3 separate regions of the Mus musculus genome follow, and regions 1 and 3 are each linked to region 2. A link is a contact called in public HiChIP or PLAC-seq and promoter capture Hi-C data. All regions are on one chromosome and are shown on one strand. Each heading gives the region's core, a stretch centred on a gene start, on an enhancer-like site or on the middle of the called end of the contact. The rest is flanking DNA. Distances are from core to core; before and after follow the strand shown.

Region 1 (3,732 bases), core at 991-3,490, 2.1 Mb before region 2:
TTGTAGATGGAGAGAACTGACTTCTGTATGTCTTCCTCTGACCTCCAAATGTGTGCCATAGCATGGATTCACTGACTATCCACTCCACAGTCTCTAGATAGATTCAATTACATTTTTAAATTTAGATTTTAGTTAAATTAACGTAGAAACAGTGACTAGTAATGTGTGATGGCAGTTCCATTCTAATGGGTGGGTGGGTGGGGGTTATCTAAGGATCCACTATTAGAAGGAATTCTATCTTCTCTATAAACTTTTGGGCATGACCTAGTCAAAGTTTTGGTAAATGGTTTCTCTCTTGCAGTTACCAGAACCAATATCCTGACGAATCCTGAAGGCTGACCAAGTGCCTGTGGCTAGTATTTCCAGAGGGTACATGCATCTGTGATCTGGCCCTGGATCTGAGACCCGTTCATTGATAGGTCAGACCTAATAGCTCACACCAGTGATGCCAGCAATTCGGAAGCTGTAACAGGAGGATTTCTACAAGTTCCAGGCAAGCTTAGACTAAATAATAAGTTCCAGATTGTCCCTGTGTATACAAAGACGATCACAAAGGAAGAGGGGAAAAAAGAAGAAAGAATAGTGGGGAAGGAGAGAAGAGAGACCCATATAAGTAATTAAAGGAGCAGTGCAGGGCACTTCCTGTATTCCCTGAATGGTATGAATTCAGATGCTTCCTGCCCACTCCATATGCTCTGCAGAGTGCACTGGGAATTGGGATGCTTTCAACATTGTTTGACTGAATCTTTGTTACTCCTGTGCTGTTTGACTTTCTCTTCAGAAGTGTTAGGAACCCTGGAGGAAACTGGGATATTGTCCATCTTGGGCAGTATGGGATGCCTGAGAGATCCATTGTGACTCATTCATGGTGTGGCCTTTAATCAACTTTGCTAAATGTGAAGGGATTCATTGTTTCATAATGGGAGCTTCAGAGACAAATCACCATGAAACGAGCCTTTTCAAGACAGACCCTTTTGGTCTTGCCAAAAGATGGACTCAGAATACTTTTCTCTAACTGATTAAGAAAAAAGTAAGTTGTTTTTTACTTTGTTGCATGAATGGAGGCAGTAAGTATGACAATGAAACCGTAAGCTAGCAAAGTTTGAATGGTATTTTCAGGAGTTAAATTTGTCATTAAAGCAAGGAGCTAAGAATCACCTCTTAGAGTTGTCTAGATTACTAAGACTGTCTATAAAGTGATTGGCATAGAGTATTTAATTAATCTGGTTATGACAGCTCATATTTATGCTTCAAGCTCTTGGAGGAAGGAGATAAGAGATAGGACGACCAGAAGAAGTTCAACCCTACTGGGTTAGACAGTAATTATGGTGTTGGATTCTCAGCAGTTTTGTTTTTTGAGTTTTGATCTCATGTAGCTCAGACTGGCCTTGAACTTGCTATATGGCCCAGGATGACCTAGAATTCCTGATCCTCCTGTTTCTAAATCCTAAATGCTGGGATTACAGGCCTGCACCACAAAAGCCCAGTTCTCTGAAATTAAAAAAGGATATATATTAAGAATTTGTTATGTCGCCAGGCAGTGATAGTGCACGCCTTTAATCCCAGCACTTGGGAGGCAAGAGGCAGGTGAGTTTCTGAGTTCAAGGCCAGCCTGGTCTACCGAGTGAGTTCCAGGACAGCCAGGATTACACAGAGAAACCCTGTCTCGAAAAAAAAACCAAAAAGTCTGACCACAAATGCCCGTTTGTTGAGTAACTGTAGTAGAAAATCATGAGGCTGCCATGGTTGTAACCGGAAGAATACTGTCAGAAGTCTTAGGACAAACCTCCCCATTCCTTTCGATTTGCTGGCTGAGAAGGCGAGGAGGAAGAGAGAGAGGAAGGCAAAGAGAAAGAGAAGGGTAAGCACCTGCTACGCTTGTTTTTAGAGGCATATTCAGGTAAACTTCTCCAAATCCAGTTTAGAGCGGAAGCGCCAGGTGACAGCCATATCCTGGTCACTGAGCTGCCCTAGCTGGGAGCATTCGGGGACTCTGCGCTCTGGTGGCTCTACCTGGAGCTGAGGTTGAGGGGCGACTGGTAGATGGAGTGCGATGAGCTTCCCACTTTAAGCTGATGGGAAAAGGTCAGAGGTTGGCCCTACCCAGCGTGGCCACGCCCAGCAAAACTCTTCGAGAGCCCGACGCGCGCCGCAGACTTAAGGCGGGCTTCCAGGTTCACCTAAGAACAGAAAGAACCTCAGCCTGACAAGCGGACAGAACCTCGTCCTACCCGCGCCTCCAGCGCTGCGCAGCCGCAGTGTGGCTGATCAAGCCCCGCCGTCCCTGACGTCACAGACCCCTCGTCCCCTTGCACGATCTGTGGGCGGGCACGAGGCTTCGTGACGCATGCGCGCTGGCTCGGCGTAGGTGGCGCTGGAGCCACCTGAGGAGGTTGTAGGGTGACGGCGCGGACGCCATTTTGTCGGTGTCTGTCGCAGCGGCTGGAGAGGAACGACGGCGGTTTGGCGACATTTCTCGGCCAAAAGGCCGCTTGCTTTTGCGGAGGTGAGGTGGGCAGTGTCGCGCGGAGCCAGGTGTCTGAGGAGAGAGTGGGCTTTGGGCGTCAGCACCGGGAGGATGCGTCCGCGGGGCTGGCGGGGTGCCTCTCGGCCGGCGGCGACAACACCCGAGCTGCCGCGGTTTCGCCGCTCGAGTCAAGGCCCGCAGGCCCCGGGTTCGCCCGACGGTGCGGTCCGGCAGCTTGGGCCTCGCTCACCTCTTGTCAAGGCCTCGGCCGTCCATCGCAGGAACCAGCGGGGAGACCCTTGGCGGGACGCATCCCCGGTACTAGTGCCGTCCAGAGTCGAAGTCACCCCGACCCCCTACTCACCCCTGTCTGTGGCCTCGGCCGTTTGCATAACCGGAGCCTTTTCCAAAGTCCGCTATTCGCTCTGTTGTTCAGCTCTAAGGGCCCTGGCCAGCTGCCCGGAAGAGGTAGGGCAGGCGCTGCGGCGAGCCAGGCAGCGGCTGGAGTTCACCTCCAGCTTCGAGGATCACACTTGGGAAGGAAGGTTCGTCCTTCATGCCAGGCGGTCACCCCACCCCAAGCCCCCCCTAGATCTGGGTCGCCCCGATTGCCCAGGCATTATGTAGGCCAGGCAGGACTCGAACTCAGGAGATTCTCCTGCCTCTGCCTCCTGAGTGATGGGATTAGAGAGCTGAGTGATGGAATTAGAGAGCGAACATTGCATTTACATTGTGACAGCTCTGTTGCTCAAGTAGCCAACCCTCTAAACCAGTGGACCGATTGTCACCTGGTCTAATGTTAAAGCTGCAGATATTTGGCCTAATTTTGAACACGCACCCGAGGGCCTCTTGTACCCCCACTTAAATGGGAGACTGAAACTTCTAAAACGTGGTGGAGAATAATATTTCTAGTATGAGCGTATACATATGGGTTCCATTGTATCTTTTATTGAAAGGATACAGAGGATTGTAGCATGATTTTTAAGTGTTAGAGATAGTGTAATATTTTGAGGTAGCTTTTCTTTCCTGTGTATGAAAGCTCTCATGAGCTCAGAAATCTTTTACTTTGCCTCCTAAGTAAATATTTCTTTGTTGGTTGTTTGAAACAAGGTCTCGCTGTGCAGACCAGGCTGTCCTTGAAGTCTCTCAGAACTCCACCTGCCTCTGCCTCTAGGGTGGCACGTGTCACCACACCTGCCTAAAAACAAAGTATTTCCGAACTCGGCCAGAGATCAGAGGAGGGATGGGGAATGTTAGTCGGGGCC
Region 2 (3,281 bases), core at 740-3,239:
GAGGAACAAGAACCATCCTGAATGTAGCCGGCACCATCTCATGGGCTTGGGTACCAGAGTGAATAAAACGAGGAAAATGAGACAGTAGCTGAGTCCCAGCTTTTATCTCTCTCCCTCCTGATCTGCCCAGATGTGAACAACTGCATTAGGCTCTAGCTACCATATCGTCCCTGGCCAACACAGAAGATTGTACTGTCTCAAATAGCAAGCCAGTCATCCCTCATCAAGTTGCTTCATCACAGCAACAAGAAAAGTAACTATGGGAAGGCAGTGGTCGTGCACGTCTTTAATCCCAGCACTAGGGAGGCAGAGGCAGGCAGATCTCCAAATTGGAGGCCAGCCAGATGAACACAGAACTCTGCCTCCCCAAAGTAATAACTAGCCCTTTCCCATGCCTCCCCCCCCCTTTTTTTTTAGTTTGAAACAGGACTTTGTTAAATTACTTAAGTTGGCTTCAAACTTGCTATACAGTTTAGGAATATTTGCTGAATTTGCAATCCTCCTTCCCCAAGCTGCAGAGTAGCTGAGATTACATCCATGTGTCTCCATCCTCAGTTTGGGCCCCTGTTGTAGCATTCAAGTGGCTGTCTATATGTGAGTGTGATGTGTGAATGTACCTGTTAAGGAAAGATATATATGTGTGCTACAGGGATAGAATTTAGGTCACCAAGATTGTGGGCAAGTGCCTTTAAGCCACTGAACTATCTCACCACCACCAGTATTTTTCATAAGGAAGTAGAAAAGATGGCCAGGCACACTGATACACTTCTTTAATCCCAGCACTTAGGAAGCAGAGGTAGAGGCAGGCAGATCTCTGAGCACCAAGCCTGCCTGTTTTACAAAGTGAGATCCAGGGCAACCAGGGCTACACAGAGGAAACCCTATGTAAAACTTAAGATTTATTTAGTGTTTTTCTTTTTGAGACAGGCTCTCACTATATATCCTTGACCTGCCCAGTGTTGGATATGTATATCAGCCTCACAGAAATCTTCCTCCCTCTGCCTCCAGAGTGGTGGGATTAAAGGTGTGCGCCAGACCATACCTCGATAGTGGTTTTGAGACATGGCTTAGAACTCGTGTGTAGTTGAGTGGATTTCCAAACTGTGAAATTACAAACTACAAATAACGAGTGAAGTGTTTCAAGATGTTAGAGGTGGAGAATCTGCATGAGGTACCATCAAATAAAGAAAGCAGATAAGAGACATGGGACACCAATGACAGGATTGTATGTTTTTCAGATGTAGAGGAAGAGGACACTTTTCTTGCGCTACTATTACTGGATTCTAGGAAACCTTAAAACTTTGTCTAATTACTGATTCCAATTAAATTATGGCTTGTCTGGACTAGCAGGATGTTAAGAGCGATGGTGTTTGTGTGTGTGTGTGTGTGTCGCCGTGTGTTGTTTTGACAGGGTTTTCTTAGTAGCTCAGATTGGCCTTGAATCCACTAAGTAGCCCACAGAGGCTGATATTTATTTATTTACTTATTTATTTATTTATTTATTTATTTTTTTAAGACGATGCAGGGCCGGCTTATCCTCCCACAGTAAGTCACACGCAGCAGTGGACGACGTCGCTGCGGACCTCCACGTCATCCTTCCCTCTCTACTCCTGCGGTGCGCTGCGGGACACGGGCGGCAGGGCCTGGGCCTTCACCTGCACCCCAAAACCGGTCGGCCGGGCTGCGCCCCGCCCCGCGGCGCCTCCCTAGCGGGCTGCGCAGGAGGGCGTGTGCCCCGGGCCGGGTTCTGTCCCCGGGTCTGACGCTGGTGCGGCCCCGCGGAACCTGCTGCGACCCGCGCTTCGCATCCCCGCTCCCCAGCCCCGGGCCCAGGCGCCCCCGCACGTCAGCCCGCGCGTCAGCCCCGCCGACGCCGCCTCCAGAGCAGCAGCAGGGCCGCAGCCCCCGCGCTGCCTGCGGGAGGGGCGCGGCCTGGTCACGTGACGCTCGCAGCAGCCCGGCCCTGGTCACATGGGCCGCGGCCACTGCGTCAGTCCCAGTCCCGGCTGCGGGAGTCGAGTCGTCGCCGCCGCCGCCGCCACCGCCGCCCCCAGCGGACGGGGCGGGGATCTTGGTGCCAGGGCCCCGTCAGCCCGCCCCCGCCTCAGTCACCCGTCCGGGGCTCGGCCGGGCCGTCATGGAGCGGGGCGGAACCCTGGCGTCCGCGGTGTGAGGTGCGCCGCCTCGGCTCCCCGTGGCCTCCGGATCGGCCGCTGCCCCTCGCCCCAGGCAGCCGGTCGCCGCCTCCTGGGCGGGCCCGAATGCGCGTCCGGTGAAGGTGCAGGCCGGGCGCCGCCGCCGCCGCAGCCGCGGTCGGGAAATGGTTCGGGCCTAGCGGAGCGGGGACTGGAGGTGAGAAGCCGCCTGACTGCCTGCCTGACTGACTGACTGACGTCTGAGGCGCGGCCGCGCCGCGGGGAAGGCGAGGCTCCGGCCGCTGACGCTGGCGGAGACCCGCGGGGCGGGGGGCCCCTGGATCCGGCTTCGCCCTACGTTTTCTCGTCCCACTTTCTCTCCGAAATCAATTTCAAACAAGAAAAATCATTTTTTTTTTCTTTAAAGGCCAAGCCGTTCCCATCCGACATTCCAGACGCCCATCATCTGGCCGTTTCTTCTTTTTTTCCTCCCCCCCCCCCCCCGTTGTCCCTTCCTCCATTCCTCCCTTTGATTCGGTCGGCGGATTTATCCTTTGAAAAATTTTTCCTTCGTCTGACTCAAGTCATTCCTAGTTAAAGAGAAAATAGGCCCAGATTCTGGCTATCATTTCTCAACTAGTTCTCGCCTTCCTTCTCGCGATCCTGCGCACCTCCCCCCACCCCCACTCTCCCACCTCCCCTCCACCGAAAGAAAAAAAAAAGGGGGGGAGGCTGGGGGGGTGTTAATTTCCGTCCTTGATGGTCGATGGGGTTTGAGTGGAAAAATGGGAACCTGGGTTGGAATAGGAGAAACCCTCCTTCCCGCTCGGAACCGGCCTGGTACCTGGCGATCGCCATGGCCGGGCTTTGGGTATTGATGTTTAGGCCTCCCCAGCTGCCTGTGCGCAGGGTTAATCTCGTAATTGACGTCAGTGCTTTGTTCCTTCCACTTTGCTGTTGCTTCCCACTCTCTGAGAACGGATCATGGGGTACAGGAGCCCAGGGTGTTTGTGGGGTCTCCTTATTAGGCTTTTCATTCACAGATGACACCTTTATGGGGAGTCGAGAGCCCTGATCTGAAAATGGTTGTGAGTGAAGTTCGAACCAAGAGTTCGATTCAGGGTTCTCCGAGTTTCGTCAGTTGCA
Region 3 (3,292 bases), core at 314-2,813, 2.9 Mb before region 2:
CTGAGTTCGAGTCCAGCCAGGTCTACAGAGTGAGTTCTAGGACAGCCAGGGATACTTAGAGAAACCCTGTCTCAAAACAAAAAACTAAAAACAAAACAAAAAAACCCCAAACAAAAACCAAGACCAAAACCGAAAAATCAAGGTTAATTCATTACCAAGGAAAGAAGCTTTTTTGTTGTTTTTGTTGTGATTTTGTTCTTTAAAATAAAATCTGGGTACTAAAGTCTATTGTATGCACGTGATGCCCCAGGCATTTACAGTCAACACTCACTTTACCTCAGCAACCTGAAGTCTGCATGGTCCATTCACAGTAAGTGACCAGGCCAAGTGAAACGTGGTTATTTATTTATTTGTCTGTTTATTTATTTAGAGGCAGGGGCTCACTGTGTACACCAGGTGGGTCTCAAACTCTCAGAGCTCCACAAGCCTTTACCTCCTAAGTGCGGGTCTTAAAGGCGAGCACCACAACGCCCTTGGCTATCCTTTATATTTTAATTTTAGATATGTTCAGAAACACCAATGGATTATAATTAGCGCAGTTCTGAGCACGTACATTAACATGTGCAGGAAGTATGCACCCGAATCACCAAGCCCAGCTATAAAAAACAAATAATAATTTACTTTTGTTCTTTATTGGTATGCTGAAATTCTAATCTAGATCATAACAGCTGAATTGGATTATTCAACGTAGCTGATTAATTTTTTTTTTAATCCCCGTTTTTATAGACTGGGAAACGCGAGTAGGACAGGTGATGGGAAGTCTTCGTCCCACGGGGGGTGGGGTTGGGGGTTAGTGGCGGGAGAATAAAGGGAACTAAAACCTCCTGACTCTGACTCGCTGCTCTCACCAACTTTGGAATACGCTGTCAACCTCAGCCGCAGGTGCAAACCGGCTGGCTGCCGAGATTGTTAACTGGGGACCAGCACCGGACTTCATTTGTCAAGTATGCAAAATACGAACACTGGTGATTTTCCGTCTAAGCCTCTAATGTAAACCTCCTATTTAAAGTCAATCCGTGATCACGACGCAGCTGCTCTGAGGTTCACAAAGACAAACAAGGTGGGAGGGGAGTCCCGGGCCGCAGTCACCCTGGCCCGGTGGGTGACACCAATTGCAGAGCCCCGTGCCGCGCCGCGCGGCACAGCTCCGCGGAGCAGCTCGTCCGGCCGGTCAGGTTTCCCCAGCCCGGGAGCAGCCCCGGCCCGCGGGACCCCGGCCTACCTGCGCGCTCCCCGCCGCCGCCGCCGTCTCCCAGCCCCGCGGCCGCGCGCAGCGCGCTGCCGCAGCTCGCCGACAGGTTCCCGGTGGCTCTGCGCGCCAGCGTCAGGATGGGCGCCGACCAGCTGTCGGCCACTCGAGGCCGCGACGCACTCCGCAGCTCGCCGGGACTCGGCAGCTGGCTCCGGTCCACGATCTCGAACGCTTCCCCGGACTCTAGGCCTGCTTGGGGCTCAGGCTCCGGCCCCGGCTCGGACTCCGGCTCCCGCTCCGGCTCCGGCTCCGAATCCTGCCCCGCCCGGCGGCATTCTCCGCGGGCGGCCATGTTGTTAGGTCACGTGACCCGCCGCTGCCCTGGACCGACGACCTTAAGCCGCTGCGGCCTTGCTCGCTCTCACCTGGGCTTGCTTTCCTTGTATAGCATTCGGGAAAGTACGATTCCTAACCGTAGGTGATTCCCAGCCCGGAGCACTTGGAAGTTACTTTTGGACTTTCTACTTCCCACCCCGGGAATGCGCCTTATTTTAACGTTTTGCGACACAACTTCCTCTTTTAAACTTTCATTTCACATGCCTTTTCCCCCTTTGAATCAAAATCTCACTGTTGGATTTTTATTTGTTGTTGTTATTGTTGTTTCTTTCCCCCACACAAGGGAGACATTAAAACAGGCCATGTAGCCAAGTGGTGGTGGGACAAGCATTTAATCCCAGCATCAGGGAGGCATAGGCAGGCAATATCGCTGAGGACAGCAGAGTCAACGGAGTGAGTTCCAGGACAGCCAGAGTTACACAGAGAAACCCTGTCTCAACAACGCAGTCCCCATCACCCCCAGTAGGCCACTTGGCAGGGGTGTGCTTAACTACTTTTTTCTGGGGTGTGTGTGTGTGTGTGCGCGCGCGCGTGCGCGCGCGCGCGGCATGGCAGTTCTGGGAATTGTACTTCGTATCTCATACATGCTAATCAAGACCTCTACCACTGAGCTTCACCCAACCCCCAACACACATAACCAACAGGACCGTTGAATTTGTGATCCTCCTGTCTCCATCTCCCAAGTGCTTCTGACCCCACACCATGCTAGGCAGGCACTCTACTAGCAGAACTAGCAGAGCTATGTTCCCAGTCAGAATTTCAGTCTGTAGCTCCGGCTGGCCTAGAACTCAGTAATAGAGCACTGGCCTTGAACTGGTGATCCCCCTGCCTCTGTCAAGTGAGTATGGGGATTTTATGTGTGCCTTACCATGCCAACTCATGTCTAATATTTTCGACTTCATATTTTTCGGCAGCTTTCTTCAGAACAGGCTGTAAAAGGGCTGCCAAAGAAATTAGGACAGATGAGTCAGAGGTGTGTGTGTGGTGGTGGGGCTTTTTCTTTCAAATCAAATGAATCTGAATGACAGCCTAGCAGGCAAGGTCAGCAGTGGTGGTCTGGAAATGAGCTCTGTATTCTGCTATTAATTAAGTTGATAGGAATTGAACCAACCTCATTCCTAAGTGATAAGGAAACGCAGCACACAACGTACCTTGTGATTATTGTCTCTGCTTTCCAACTCTGGCTTGGATAAGTCACCCTACAGATATGTGGTTATTCAGCCTATTTTCTTACTAGGGATAGAAGGGAATTTGGCAAGATGGAGATGCGAATGTCATGAGAATGTAACAATTTGCAAAAAAGAATTTAACAGTTTGGACCATGTCAAACCACAGAACTCTTAGTGTTTAAAATTATTACAGTGTTGTTGCAGGCCAGGTGTGGTGGCACACACTTTTAATCCCAGCACTTTGGAGGCAGAGGCAGGTAAATTTTTGTGAGTTTAAGGCCAGCCTAGTTTACATAACCAGTTTCAGTCCAGCCAGGGCTAGGTAGTAAGATCCTGTCTCAACAAATAGAATAAAATAAAATGTTGTGGTAGATTGTTAGAGATCAAATAATTTCACCTAAAAATTTGGATTTTAGTCCTTTTTGAATCATGGACAACTTAGAATATGTTTCCTGATGGTAGCACATTATTGGTAGTGGTTGGATGGCTGCTATGAGAAATTATTTGTGCTCCCTTTGGCATTACAGACACTAAG

The links. Promoter capture Hi-C pulls out the DNA fragments that hold promoters and counts their contacts. HiChIP or PLAC-seq counts read pairs in DNA pulled down with a chosen protein or histone mark.
Region 1: a contact with region 2 is called in a promoter capture Hi-C map of pre-B cells, with 8 times the contacts expected there. The contact joins the promoter of BC049762 here to the promoter of Aff4 in region 2. A contact is called at or near these places in 2 of 39 promoter capture datasets (liver and pre-B cells).
Region 3: an H3K27ac HiChIP or PLAC-seq map of large pre-B cells shows a contact between it and region 2, with 5 times the contacts expected there. The contact joins the promoter of Rufy1 here to the promoter of Aff4 in region 2. A contact is called at or near these places in 1 of 39 promoter capture datasets (cranial neural crest) and 1 of 115 datasets of contacts at active chromatin or transcription factors (large pre-B cells).

What each region holds. Positions count from the first base shown.
Region 1 is chr11:51,260,764-51,264,495 of GRCm38.p6, forward strand. BC049762 (cDNA sequence BC049762) reads right to left here and starts at 2,241. Exons shown (of 3, transcript NM_001382322.1): 1 at 1,870-2,241. The coding sequence starts at 1,894. Clk4 (CDC like kinase 4) reads left to right here and starts at 2,351. Exons shown (of 13, transcript NM_007714.6): 1 at 2,351-2,506.
Region 2 is chr11:53,348,778-53,352,058 of GRCm38.p6, forward strand. Aff4 (AF4/FMR2 family, member 4) reads left to right here and starts at 1,990. Exons shown (of 21, transcript NM_033565.2): 1 at 1,990-2,352.
Region 3 is chr11:50,429,562-50,432,853 of GRCm38.p6, forward strand. Rufy1 (RUN and FYVE domain containing 1) reads right to left here and starts at 1,564. Exons shown (of 18, transcript NM_172557.3): 1 at 1,223-1,564. The coding sequence starts at 1,544.